2 separate regions of the Rattus norvegicus genome follow, and region 1 is linked to region 2. A link is a contact called in public Hi-C data. All regions are on one chromosome and are shown on one strand. The core of a region is the stretch at or near the end of the contact, and the rest is flanking DNA. Distances in the headings are between cores, read along the strand shown. Region 1 has its middle 310 kb from the start of Tank. Region 2 overlaps Rbms1 (RNA binding motif, single stranded interacting protein 1).

Region 1 (7,472 bases), core at 640-3,139, 570 kb before region 2:
TTATGACCTGTTGTATTCGGAGCAGAGCCTAGTCCTTTGTGAGCAATCAATACAGATTTGTGGGACAAATTCAAATGAGACTTTTCACCACCGCTGGCTCTGGGCCAGTAATGGAGCAATGGGTTTAAAAAAAAATCTGGGAGATTGTGATCTTAACCTTGGAATGGAACACCCAGCCCAGCGATTAATCAAATGTGCGAACAGGAAAGGACATTTCCTGACACGCTGGAACCAGAACCTGTATTTCTCTTATCTCTTTCTTGAGAAGCTGAGAAGCTTCCACCCAAAAGAAGGGCTGAAAGGAGTGAGGGGGAGATGCGGGGATCCTGAAAGCATGGGGGTGGGGAGGTTGGGAAGGGACAGGAAGCAAACATCTCAGCCAGGGGACAGAGGGCATGGGGGCCTGTGTGTGTGTGTGTGTGTGTGTGTGTGTGTGTGTGTGTGTGTGTGTGTGTGTGTGTGGAAAAGGAGCATCTGATAAGACAGGTCACTTGAAAACAAAAGGAAACAACAACAACAAAAACCAAGATAAACAATGGAAGGTAGACTATTTAGAAGTGATGTTTTCAGAATCACACAAGGTAACTGAAAATGCATTGCGCTGAGAAAATGGGTTGCTGAGTTAAATCTCTGCTAAGCCTAAGAAGAAGCTAATGTCTAAAATCAACAGTCGGGGACTAGCAGTGTGTGTGTGTGTGTGTGTGTGTGTGTGTGTGTGTGTGTGTGTGTCTATATATCTGTATACAGATATATAGATATCTATATATAGATATATATGCATTATTTGAAAATAGGAAGGCCGGCTTGGGTAACTACCATGAACTAGCTGAGAGAATTCTGGACAGTGAGCTTGGGTGGGTTGGGCTGTAAAACTGGGAGGTGAATGGAGTAGGGCCGTTGGCTAGTTTACTTCTCAGTGTTTCAGGCCTCCTGCCACATGACTACTGAAAAGCCACTGTCCAAAACTATAAACTGTGTTTTTTCTCCCAGTAACACACATAACCACAGGACAAAAAGTGAACACACCACAGCCTGGGCTTTTACTGTCTCCATTCTCCCTCCAAGTGGAGAAGCTGCATTGTTTTCTCTCAACCTCACGGGTGACACCCGTGTCTGTGGTAAACCTTAAGGATTTAAAAGACAAATTATATAACACACTTCGAAGTGATGGCTTAGAAATTATATAGCTATGCTGGGGGTGGGGCCGGTGTGGGAGAGAGAGGGGGAAGAGGAGAGGAGAGCACAATTGAGAGAGTGAGTGAAAGAGATGTGTCTGGGAGTTATCGGTAGATTTGGACCACAAGAAGCTTAAATTCTTCTAATAGAATTCCCAATTGGCCTAGAGCAGAGATGCTCATGGGAAGATAGAAATTATGCATGTGGTGGAAGACTTCGGGAACAGTCTTTTAAATATTAACCAGACTCTTTGAAGTGAATTTGGAAATACTGAAAAATAACTAACAAAGAACGTACTTTTGAAAGTGGTGGTTTAGACAAGGGTAGGAACAACCTTTAGTTTCATAATGGTTTCTGAAAGCAAATAAACATTGTTTTAAATAAAATATGAAAAGATGATAGTCTGGTTTCGTGTTTCTGATGGCAGAGGAAACACAATAATAATAATAAAAAAACCCCTAATAAACAACAACCTTCAACTTCACTTCCGTCAGAGCCGAAGAGGACTTGAAATGGAAACTCTTTGAAGTTTGTAAAATGAAACATCTTTTGTTATTTGATATAGCTCTAAATAGTTACCCATTCCTAACTCAACAGTTGTCCCTAATACAATACAAAGTTGCTTCATTTTCCCTGTGATTGGGCAACACAGGCTGGGTGATTCAACCAGTCCTTGCTGACTAAATTCACCCACAGGAGTGGATTAAACTGACCTTATTCTCTGGGGGTGAGGAGCCTGTTCCCAAGGCATAAAAGCAGGCGGGTGTCTGCCAAACCCTACTTCCTTCCTGAGTCATTTTAGATATAAACATCCTTGGGGGCAGCTAGAGAGGGGATGAGAAATGGATTTGAAAGATAAATGGGGCAAGAAGATAAAAAAGAAATTACAGCTGCTATTTCAGTGAGTGGTAAAAAGTGAACATTACCTTACTTTTCTGTTTTATGGTTGAGAAAGAGCAACTAGGAAACGCCTTCTAGATAGGCAGGGGGGTGGTCTCCTGGGGACTGTTACCAGTTATCTTCTGGATAAGACAGTTCTGGGAAAGGAATGCAAGCCTGGTGCCACAGCCAGTAAAAACAGAATACAACTAAACAAGCAAACACAGCCTTCGCATCTTGCCAAGAGTTTAGGATTCTGGATGGGATGGAAACTTTCTGGCTAATAGGTCTCCATTTCCCATACCTCTCCTCACTCCTAAACCCCTGTCTGCACTGCAGGAACCAGTCCTCCAGACTCCACTCTTTGATTGGGAGACCTGGATGTGAGATAGCGCTTACCCCCCCCCCCCCCCCCCCCGTGAACTGCAGTTTGGTGCAGACTTAGTTCTCTTTGGCTGTGAGGCTCTAATAAATAATAAAGTGAGTTAGAAGCTGATTTGGGGCCATTCTTCTGGCCTGTGGAAGACAGCTGATTTGAGACCATAAAACCCAACAAGAACACTGGGAAACTTGAGTGGCTTGTCTGTACCCCTGGTGCCTTTTGTAGGCTGTTCTGTCTTGGGTTTGCCTCAAAACCACCCCCCCCAACCCCCTTTAACTTAAAATGGTTTCAATTAGGTCTCAGATTAGGATGCAAAGCTACATCCTGCCGGAAGATAAGGTAATGAGAGGGAAGGAGTCACTGGTGGCTTTTAAGAGGCTCTAACACTTGGTCAGAAGACATTTTGTGATGGGAGCCTCCACTTTATCTTGTGACTTGCTGCTGAAGGAATTGCTTACACCAGGAGACATAAGAAGAATATATACATATGTATTTCCCCAGACAACTGTATGCTAAGATGCACAATTTGATGAGTTTGCAGGTATTAGTGCACTGTGAACTATCACCAAAATAAAACCAATGAGCACATCTACCTGTCTCAAAAGTCTCCTTGTAAGCTTTTATAATTTCTCCCTTTCCTCCTAAACCACTCCAGCCCCCAGCTAGACAATGAACTGCCTTCATATAAACAAAATTGTCTTATTTGTTCTCCCTTACTATTTATTGACTCAGGCTATAGATTTTTTTTTAAGCAACAGAATTATAGATTCATTCATGATGGATATGTCTATCGTCACTGTCTGTCTCTGTGACCTGTCTCCCTTTACTCCCCACCCCATTGTACAGTACTCTATGGAACATTATGTTTTCCTCTTAACTCTATTTGCTACTTAAAAACATTCAGATTATTTACCAAGAAGAGGATTTAAACAAAAAGTTGCTGTGAAGTTTCTGCATGCGTTGGGGAAGTGCTTTCTTTTCTCCTGGATACATATGTAGTCATGGAGACAATGTGCTGTACCATAGAGGTTAGGTTTGAGTTGTTTTTGTTTTTGCTTTGTTTTGTTTTTTTCCTAGTAGCAGAGTATTGAAGACTCCTCCTCTCCCACCTTTGACATTGTCCACTTTTCCCTTCAACCTCTAGGATAACACTGTGTGGCTCTAAATTTCACGTTAAGTACTAATGATCCTGAGTGTTGTCTCTTGTTTGTCGGCCATTCTGACACCTTCTTTGAAAGCCACTTGTCTGTTTAAACCTTCAAACATGGATAGCCCTTTAATAACTTAAAACAGTTTTGCTTAGGTATAGCTTAAATACAATAAATCCACTCATTGTGGGTCTACAAATCAACCGTTATGACACACTTACATCGCTTGACAGCAGCACCACAAATCAATTTTAGCAGAGCATCTATAAGGTCAAAAAGTTATACATTTCAGTTATACATTGTAGACAGTCCCCATTCGTACCTCTACCTCAGGCATACACATTTCCTTTCTATTTCTGCAGATTTGTCTACACGAGGCTATGGCTCTGATCCAGGCTGTTTCAACCCCATCCCACCCTCTCCATCTGAGACCCTTCTCCCAGCTCTCTGGGGGTGGGGGTCATCATTATTCATGATCAGTGAGATTTTCTCCATGCCCACTCACTCTTCCACCTTCTTTAGAACCTTCCTCTGTCCGTAGGAGACACCGTACCCTATGGCCCTTTCAGACCAGCATTACAACCCCACTTCCCATCCCGCATGCGCACAGGCACACTACACCGCATCCCGCATGCGCACAGGCACACTACACCGGTCCACTAGGGTTAGGAGGTAAACTTGGAGCTCTTTCATCTACGCCACTGTCTTTGCTTCACCTAAGCTTCCCACAAACAAACAGGATGAACTTTGGATTGTTTGACCTTCTCAGTCTTCCACTCTCCACCGTAAGATTCTTTGTCCTCTACATTTACTGAGTTCCCACCTCATTCAGCTTCTGCTTCTGCCCAGCTCTCCAATGTCTGCCTTCTCCATCGCTCTTACAGTCACTTCTTCCAAAACCATACTCTGTCACTTATCGACACTACGACACCACCTCTGAAATTACCTTTTTTAAACAGTCCTCTTGCTGAGAAGTCCCCAACCTTCCAGCTTGTTTGTTAAAGTTTCACCTCCTCAGGACTTCCCAAACATCGCTCAACAGACCCTTGCTGATGGATCAGCCACCTCCTGTTTTCACACGCTCGCCCCCTAGAGCAACTTCCTTGCAGCATTATCTCACATCTCATTGTCAAGGTAACTGAATAGCCATGTACTTCCTCTGCACAAAGAGGAAATTTGCCTTTTATTTTCTACAAGAGAGAGAGAGAGACAGAGACAGAGACAGAGAGAGAGAGAGAGACAGAGAGAGAGAGAGAGAGAGAGAGAGAGAGAGAGAGAGAGAGAGAGAGAGAGAGAGAGAGAGAATATGCTGGTTTAGGAATACCTCACCTTGTGTAGGTCCAGCCAAGAAAGGGTACAAGTTTCATATACTCATGATCTCCAGCATATACTTAGCTTTCAATCTCCTGCTGGCATCTGTCTACTATTCCTTTCCAAAGCCACCTTCCAACTTTTCTATGCTTTTCCATTCCTGAGCAGTGTGTGCCCCCTTTCTCAGTACCTGGCTTGAGTCTGTTCTTTACATCACACATTAAAACTGTTAGAGACAGAGTTCCTTAATTTCCAATGATCCCATCTACAAAGAGTTTATATCCCACCCCCAACACACATACACACCTTCCATTCAGTTACAGCGCAGAGGACATTGTCCCTCAGTAGTTCCTTGTGTTCCCTGGACTTTCTATGTAGCTACTCTCTTAGGAACTTTTAATTTATTCCGTCTCTCACATCTAACTTTAATTTTTTTACCCAGTTCTTTCTAGTAGCAGTTAAAATGGCAGCCACTTTCATCTTAAGAAAACGTTCCCTTTTCGCCCCTTAAAAGCTGTATAAATACCTCCAGATCACATTCAGGAATTTGCTTGGAGCTCACACCCTCCTGTAGCTGCAGCTGTCTTCCTTCCTTTATCTTCAGAGCTGATGTTGTCTGCAGTCACCTACTCGGGCGTCTCCATCCCCCTATATTGCTGAAACTGCATTCGCTGAAGTCACTAAGGCATCCTATAAGGCTAGATTTGCATAATCCAAGGTCTCAATCTTACTTGACTATATACACTTGATATGTGGTGTATACTGTTCCATTCATGAAATAAATTTGGCCGCCCAAGAGACAAAATGTGTAATGAAACCATACATTAATACTAGGGAATTAGGGGGCTGGAGAGACGGCTCAGTGGTTTAGAGTACTAGCTGCCCTTTCAGAGGTCCTGAGTTCAATTCCCAGCAACCACCTGGTGGCTCACAACCATCTGTAATGAGACCTTATGCCCTCTTTTGTGTCTGAAGACAGTGACAGTGTGCTCATATACATATAATAAATAAGTAAATCTTAAAAAATAAACAAAAAGCTAGGAAACTAGGAACTAACAACATGTTTGAACCTACAAGGTAGAAGGAAAGAGTGCTGGCCTCTGACCTACATACGCATGGAACATACATACATACATACATACATACATACATACATACATACACACACACACACCCACACACATTCACACATGCATGCTTACACAAAGATAATTAAAAGGATCAAAGTAGTCCCGTGGATTCAGAGCATCTCTTATATGTCTTTTAAGTAGTTTCTCTGCCTTGTCACTTAGTACTTGTGGTTCTGCAGTTTTAATTCGAAGACTTTGTGTATGTGAAGGTAAGGATGGACCAGACATGCTCTGTGTTTCTTTTAAGCCCTCAGACTCCAGGGTTGCTCATTTTGAGTCACACACGAGTAAGTAGTCACATTTGTATGCACGGCTCAGCATTCCCATTCTTGAAGTGAGACATTTTCTCTCACTGCCTAAATTACTTCTAGGTCATAAATTCTCTGTTGGAAGCAATATTAACACTTTCAGGTACCGTGCCTGCTCCCTACTAGGAACTGGATTATCTGAGGGGAATACACGTTTAAAATATTGTTAGGGAGTGTGCTAAGAATCTTGACCTATTTAATTTCATAGAAATGAAATCTACTTCCTACTCAGGACACACCTTCTGTCCCTAGACCTATCAAGAAGACATATCTAGTTTACACTATCCTCAACACAATGTTACTTCTTTAGTTTTATGGGAAAATAGTATTATAAAAAATCTATTGGAGAAAACGAACAGAATAGGTTTCAGAAAGAGATTTTTTTTTTCCTTTGCACTTCTACATCCAGTATGGTGTGGGAGAAAGAATAGACCTGGAATGGCCTGGGTTTTGATTTTGCCAGCCATCATGTCCCTGTGAGCAGGAGCAGGCTTCCCTGATTCTCCAACCTGTGAGTGAGGGCCATGGCGTACTTGGAGGCCCTCCTGAGATGATGGTGAGAATCAAGCAAATTTTCTGCCGAGTGAATCTGCTAGACGGTTTCAGATGTTTATTCACCAAAGGCACTGGCCTGGTAAGGAAGAACTGCTGGAACCACTGTGTCCATAGACAGTGGCAGGGTACGAGATCAGCACTCCGGCTGCCTGGTCAGCACTAGACACAGCAGAGTCAGAAGCTGGTAACAGAGTGACTCGCTGACAGGAGTGGTTGGTCTCCATGCTCTCTGCACATTGATCATTTAGATGGCAGCAGTTGGTCTATAAACCTGAAGGATTCCGTTCTATGACTTCTCAGTCAGAGCAATCACCCTTTTGAGAAATATTCAAGGGAACTACTGCTTAAAGAACAGTCTAGAAAGACATACAAGTGTTAATGGAGCTAAGGTTTTTGTTTAAATAATAATTTTAAAAACACCCTATGTAAAGGAGTTAGAAGGTTCCTTTGTTTATCTTCCTGAAGTGCATCTCAACAATATTGAAATAAAAATAAATATACTGTAAAAGTCAACACAGATGCACTGGAGTGTTTGAATTTAAATAATTACTCTTCACATTACCTCCCTCTTACATAACCTTAC
Region 2 (7,479 bases), core at 578-3,077:
CCGTTGACCACTGCCCATGAGAGAGTGAGTGCAGAGAATAAGGAAGCATGTGACCTTGGCAAAGGAGCAGGTGCTGATGGGCCGTCCTTAGGTCTGCCTTTCTTCGTTTCTGGCATCCGTTGTTCTTTACGTCTATTTCTGTAAACTTGGCGATCCATAGTAATGTGATTATGAGCACTCGGGGTTTCTTCTGGGAATTGAAGGTGTTCGTGCTGCATTATGCCTCATGGATGTAATTATCATTCGAACCTTAAATTATCCTTACTTTCATGCCTAGTTAGAACTCACTTGACTACATGATTATCCAGAGTGGAAGGAGGGGACTTAAATGGACAAGAGAGGTGGCTCTCGCCATTAGTTTCTCACAGACAAATGTGTTTCAGCCACATTCACATACAAGGACAAGTATATAATATATATAATATTCAGAGCGTGAAACCTAATGTAGAACTCTTTGATTGCCTAACCCGCTTGAGACACTTAAGTTTCTCTTCCTCCTCAGTACCTCAGAGTACTTGTGACACGCCAGACAAGTGGACAGCCACCCAGAGACTCCTCAGCAAGAAGACTCCATCTTTTTCTAATCCTCAAAAGCCAGTCATGATAATTCAAGGCATAAAAGGACATGTTTTAAAAACGTGTCAATTAACCATCAGGAAAATGGAATTTTAGAACTTAGTGTGTATACATGAGGAAATTTAGGCCCCAGATATCTCCTGCACATTTCTCCAAAGTTTACCTTGATTTTAAAATTTTAAATATTTTTCCAAACTTTCCCCTGAGCATTTAAAAACCAAGTACAGGTTGTAGCGCCTTTCCTAGGGTCCGCACCAAGAGGGTGTGGGGTTAGTATTCTGTGCATGTTTATAAATTATATTTAACCTTTAGCAGCAGTGCACCAAGTCAGAACATTCTGCATTTTTCCTCACCCCGATTTCTATGACACCCTAAGGAATCCAACCCCATTTCTCATGAACGCAGCGATAACTAGGGATTAATCCCAGTTTGCTGTTTTGTGGTCTCCACAGCCTATCTCATGCACGTGCACATGCTCACTCTTGCCAACCGAGCAGCGACTACTGAGGTAGAAGTGATATTAGTGATGTCTAAAAGTATAGAAGTCTTTGGCAAAAGAAGAAAAGCCCCTATCTTTTGCCATTAAGTTTGATAAGCACAGCACATAAACACCTGCCACCCAGCCTCCGGCCACACAGCACTGCTCCCTGAACCAGGATGAATAGAATGAAGCAACAACTGTCTCCCTGACTGTATTTCATAAAAAGCTGTGTGGGTCATAGAACTGTAATAGATCAGTGGCCTTGTATTTGACTTTGTAGTTGGCCACAGACATAATGTTACCAGAAGGGGGAAAATTTTTTTTTATAGAGTGTTTTGTTCATTTTTTTTTTCTTGAAGATTGTCAGGAAAGTACCTGTTCTTCAAAGCTAAACATCAAACTTAATACAGAGCTTCAAAGGGGAAGCCTGACCATTCCTTCTTTTTTTTTTTTTTTTAGTTTAAAGTTCAGAAATCTCCTTGCGTTTCCCCTTATTAAAGAACATTTTGTGCTTTAAAGTTTGCAGATGTTTGACAAAAAAAAAAAATGTGTGTGTGTGTGTGTGTTCTTTGGACTTAGCCGTGAATAACAGCTCCTTGTAACTTCTTCTCTTCCCTTTTGTTTTAGATACGGGAAGATTGTCTCCACGAAGGCGATTTTGGATAAGGCAACCAACAAGTGCAAAGGTACGTTCCTGTGGGCCTCTGTGTACTCACTCATGGCTGTAGAAAGACCGTGCAACAGCCCTAGGTTTCACAACCTCACGGTCTGAAAAAGCCACATCTCCTGCGGCACCCGGTCTCTCTCTTGCACAATGTCTGCATATTGCTTACGTTTGTTTGTCCCGGGTTGAATTTTGGCTGGAAACCCAGCAACCCGCAGTTTGCCAGCATTCAGGATTTGGCGCCAGTAGAGTTAACATGCAAACTACGAATTGGCTTTCAGCCCCTGCCTTTAAAAGGGGGAGCAGGACTGGAGAATAGCTTTTCTTTCCTGAGCCCGAGGAGATTAGAGCTGCTTACTGAAGACCGTTGGACTGTACTAAAGAACTGAAAAGATTACATATTGTGTAAATTGGCTCTATTAATTAGAATAGAGTAGTTTTAAGCAGTACTTAATTACATGTTTCAATACTCCCGATTGTTCTCTGCTGAATGCCTGTTGACAATATTGGCAGCAGGGAGGAGAGAGCCATTTTCACTGACCAAATTGTACCGGGGAGAGGAGGTCATGTGCCCCTTTGAAATATGCTGCTGCATTAATTTGATGCACTGACCTTCAGTTTTCCATGCAATTAGGATGAGCTCATCCGGCTCCTTGAGCTGGGAGTGCAAGCGGCTGGAGCAGGGCAGCGCAGATGCTGTGTGCCTCTGACTTTTAATGATCCAGCATCTTAACAATAGGCATGTGATTTCTAGGAAAATGGAAGAATGGAGTCAGCTGACTTTGAATCTAACTACTGACCCTGGGAATTGAAGCAAGGTTGACAGAAATAGGCAGAGAAGGCAAATCTGCTCGTTAATTAGACCCTAGTTCTTCAAGTAGTGGTGATGGGGCATTGGCTTAGCAATGAAAAAGGCAGGGAACATAAATGGGGCCTATGGTGAGGCCTCCGCTTGTAAGCCGGTCCTTCCCTTTAATCTAGACTTGAAGTGGTCCATTGTACTCTCTCCTCTTCAAAGTGCCTGGATTTAAAGGAGCTATTGTGGCAAATATCTAAGCCCATGTTTAATCAACATGGCATATTAAGGCAGTTTTGCCTTAGGATAGTGAATAGAGTGCGCTTTATGTAGAACGGTACCCAATAAATATTTAAAATGAATTAAACCAGAGAGAGTCAAATGCGTGCGGAAGTGCATGCACTTAGCTGCCAAGATTAAGCTTCCTTAACATCAATAAATGACTTGGACAATCAGGGAGACACACACACAAATATAAACAACAAACAAACAAACAAAAATGTCCTTCGGTTTTATGGAGAAAAACAGGCTCTTGCTAACCCCAAAGCAGGAAGCTGATCTCAAAGTGAGCCTGAAACTGGGAAAAAAATAAACAGTGGATAAATGGTTTTAGCCTGTCATACCTCTCCCCCCTTCTTCCTCACCCAAAAGGAATCTGATGTAGCGGTTCAGGATGCTGAAAAGTGAGAGCTGCCGCCATGAGTAGCAAAGAACCCCTCCTCCTAGTTAAACTCTCCATCCAGCACATGCTACACTGAAGGACACTGCTCTTCTCTTCTCCCATGGCTGCTGTTTTCCTAGAAGCCAAAATTCTACCCCATGCTCAGTGTGGTCTAGGCAAGGGCATGAGTAAAAAGAAATGACAGCTAATCCCACGCTACCATATGCAACGCTGCATGATTGGAAAGTGTCCATAGATAAAGTAGAGAGATTAATGAGGCTTCTAAAGAAAGGTAAAGGTGATTCAGAACTGACATTCAATCCAGCAAGTGGCCTGGACACCTTCCCGTCAGCAGGTTTTGGGAGACGCTGCCCTGTGTGGGGCCAAGCATGATCCCACCCACAATTCTCAGTGTCACTAGCCTCTGGGCAGTGTACATAGGCTACATAGGGGTGTGGCATATGGATAAGAGGAGAAGGTGATCCAGAGTGGGTTTGTAAAGTCATGTAGGCCAGGATGAGTTTGTGGGATGGGGGGAGTAATGTTGAGACAAATGAAAAGTAACAGTTCGGTTCATAAGAAAGCCAGACAACGTGCTACCCATGGTAACTTGCTATGGTTAGTATATATATATATAAATATATATATATATATATATATATATATATGTATGTATCTGTGTGTGTGTGTGGTTTTTTTCACTTATAGTTATGGTGAATATAGATAACTTAGACCGTAAGAGATTATAGAAAATTACTTTAAGTGAGAAATACTATATTAAATATAACTTTTAGAGATTAAATATATTCAAGAAATTCACACATGACACCAAGACTTCTGTTTTGGATGAAATTAAGCTAAAAGAAAATATTAAGTCTGCTTAAGGTATGTTAGCCGCTGAAGATTCGGTTGGTATTCTGTATTTTAGTTTTGGTCAGAATTTGGCAGCAGACGTGTGGGTTTTAAGTGCTTACCACGTAGGCAGGGCAGGACAAGAACACTCACCAAGGATGCACCAGGAAACTGGGTTACAGAGAAGAGGAGAGCACATGCATACATTAGCACATAAGGAAAGGGGGTGCAGATCGATTCGGCTGATAGATAGAGCGAGGGCAGAGACGTTCATTTTATCACCAACAAGCCTGGGTCTGAAAGAAGCCAAGGCAGAAAGGGAAAACACAGCTGTGCTGTATCCAGCCATCTCACAGTGGGGCTGGCTTCAGTAAGCAAGGTAAACATGACTGTTGGTCTCTTAAGTCCTGATGGTTTATCTCCTTGGAGCTCAGTGAGCAAATCTGCGTGTTACTTAGTAAGCCCCACCTTCAAAGACAGCGGTAGCCCTGTTTATATAAAGAAGCCTAATTGGTCCTCCAGCCCCTATATAAACTTTTAAAGGTCTTTACCTGAAAGCACAGGTGAAGGGAAAGCCCACAGTTGCGTGCTTACCTGTTGTGCTTGCCTTCAGTAAGTAGTTATGAATTCTTACTGTAGGTTTCAGCAAAGACCAGAAGCACACACTAGTAATGGCGGGATGATGTGTTTTTACTGAGTCAGTAGAAAGAACGGCTCTATGACATGAGCAGATTGCAACCTCGGGTACAAGGAACAGCATCAGAGGAGAGATGCTCCGCTTATCGTGCTGTGTTGGCTTTGGCAGAGCTGGTGGAAGAAGTGTCCATCAGCAGGAGCTGCATCAGTTCAGTAGAGCAGGGCGTCCGCTTAGGATCCCCCGATACCGTGTCGTTTGAGAGACAGATGCAGAGCTCACCAGATGCAGAGCTCACCTGATTGTGCCCAGAGCAATGCCTGTCAGCGTAAGCTCCAAACATGTGCAACCTGCCCTCTGAGCTAGCAGTTGGGGGCACTCTGTGCTGTAACGAGGATCAGCTGCCTCCTCTCCCTTCCCGCCGACCTGGCTATTTCTGTCCTGGATAAATCAAATCAAGCCCCTCTCAACCCAGTTCTAAGCAATGTAAAGGAGCCTCTGCTTGCCGCATCGGTCTCTCCTGAAACAGCCACTTCTGGAATCGATAGTCTTCCATTACAGCTTATCTCGTGAAGAAGTACCTTTTGAGGCCAGTGCCGCAGCATGGCCGATGAGTGTTCTGTTTGGCTTCATTGCTGAATGCTTGTTTCTCTGATACCAGCACAACATTCTCAAAACTACTGTTTCTCTATAAATTCTGAATATCAATGGTTGGCCTGGCTCCTCCTCTTCACAACCTTCTAGATAGTGCCATTCCTTTTCAAGTTATACTTATTTAAAGAAAAAAAAAATTTTAGAGCCAGGCATGGAGTGTTCATGTACTCATGAGGCTGAGGAGCAACGCAGGTCCAAGGTAGCCTGGGCCACATAGCAAGACCTTGCCTCAAACAAAGGTTTCAAAAATGTAAACGAATGCACTACATGTATGTCTACATAGATATGCGTACAAGCATAATAGAGATATGACCTCTACAAAAATAAAACTTCATGAGTGATGTGAGTTCAGAAAAATAGCTGAAATGTGGGCAAGTCTCCTTCAAATAGTATTAGATATGCTTACATGCTCCTCAGTATGTCAAGAGTTGCTACATGCAATGAAAACGGAGTGTCTGTGTGACATATGTATGAGAGGCTCGGGCTCTTTGCCCCTTACTGTGGCTGTCCTCCCTGGCCTGCACCACCAGGTGCCGTGCATGTATACATTTTACAGTCCTGCCCACCTCAGCCCTCTGCCCCCTAATTTCCTGTTTTGATTCATTGTGGCCTGGGCACGGAGATAATAAGCTCATTAACAGTGTTTGTGAGACCACAGGCAGATGAGCTCGGTAGAGCGGCCTTTCCTAGGTGTTTATGTGTATCCTTGTAGTGCATACCAACCTTACACTTTACACGGAGATGGGCGAAGTGACTAGTTTAGGTGTCTTGAGGTATTTTCACTATCTCCTGTTACTTTAGGTAAATGAATACTTTTAACTAGGTACTAAAATTTAGATTATATTTAAATATCAAATGTTTATACTTATTTTAACTGCTAAAACTAAGGGATCATCTCTAGACGTTTGTTTCTCTCATTTTTTTTTAGCTCCATCAGATAGCTCTGTCTTGTTGTTGTTGTTGTTGTTGTTGTTGTTGTATTCTTTAAAAATTGGCTGAAGTTGTCTGTCACCCCTGACACATCTCCTTTTCTCCCCCTGAAAAGCAACTTAAATGTCAGGTTTTTTCCAACTATCACACACCTTAGAAGATCTTTAAGAAAACAGAGCTCAAAGCCACCCTTCCCGTACACACGTACACACTGGTGCATGCACACACACACACACACACACACACACACACACTTTTAAGAGGTGTTTTGAAGGACCCGAGGAAGCCACTGCAACATGGCTGTGGGTACCTATGTGCCCACAGGACACCTCTGCTTCTGTTGCCTATATTAGAACCAAAATGAAGTCTTTTTTAAATTTTTTTAAACACCTTATGTAATTAAGAAGTAATGACCTAAGAAGAGTGTCTTTTGCATTTCAGGTTATGGATTTGTTGACTTTGACAGTCCTGCAGCAGCCCAGAAAGCTGTCTCCGCCCTGAAGGCGAGTGGAGTCCAGGCTCAGATGGCAAAGGTGAGCAGAGGCCTATGCTCCTGAGGTCATTGTTCGTCCATCCTGCTAAGCACTGAGGTGCACCCGGGCACAGAGGCTGTCCTCATCATAGTCCAAAAGAGGGTTGATCATGTTCTAAAGGAGAATTGACAAATGTGTATATTTTATATCCTATTTAACCCAATATGTAAATCCAGAAATAGCACCTGATCTTGGGGGGGGGTAATCAGAATTACAGAAGGCTTTCAGATCTATACTGTTTTCTTAAAAGAGAACTTTACAGTTCTTTGCCCAAGGATGTAATCCATTGTAGGCAGGCCTCAAAGAGAAAGTAATAGAATATGTCTGTCTCAAAACCAGAATGGAAGCTTGTCTGAAGGGAAGAGGGAAACCAGCAAAAAGAAGAGAGAAGGAACGGGGAGGGAAAAATAAGAACAAAATATCATAATATGTCTGTGTAGAAATGTCACAGGGAAACCCATTCCTTTGAATGATAATCGGGAAATTAATTTCATATGGTAATTGGGGGAGGGAATTGGAAGATGACTGGTTGGAAAAGTGACTGCAAACCTAAGGACTTGTGTTCAGATCCCTTACAGTCAGGTAAAAAGCTGTGGAGTACCTCAGGAATCTCTGTGCTGGACAGGGAATAGGAAGAGGTCATGGGCTTGCTAGCCAACCAGTCGAGCTGAATTGGACAACTCCAGGTTCAGTGAGAG

Evidence for each region. Hi-C and Micro-C count contacts between places; a contact is called where the count stands out from the background.
Region 1: a contact with region 2 is called in a Hi-C map of liver, with 4 times the contacts expected there. The contact joins two enhancer-like sites. A contact is called at or near these places in 2 of 12 Hi-C or Micro-C datasets (liver and mammary epithelial cells).

The regions. Positions count from the first base shown.
Region 1 is chr3:66,210,543-66,218,014 of GRCr8, reverse strand. No RefSeq gene overlaps it. Among named protein-coding and RNA genes, the nearest start is that of Tank, 310 kb to the left of the region's middle. Within about 2 kb of position 1,889, at least 22 of the 93 cell types and tissues checked have an H3K27ac peak or open chromatin away from gene starts, as enhancers often do. A contact at or near this core is called in liver, where this site is marked.
Region 2 is chr3:65,645,384-65,652,862 of GRCr8, reverse strand. Rbms1 (RNA binding motif, single stranded interacting protein 1) reads left to right here. Exons shown (of 14, transcript NM_001012184.1): 3 at 1,685-1,743; 4 at 6,690-6,781. Among named protein-coding and RNA genes, the nearest start is that of Itgb6, 120 kb to the right of the region's middle. Within about 2 kb of position 1,827, at least 12 of the 93 cell types and tissues checked have an H3K27ac peak or open chromatin away from gene starts, as enhancers often do. A contact at or near this core is called in liver, where this site is marked.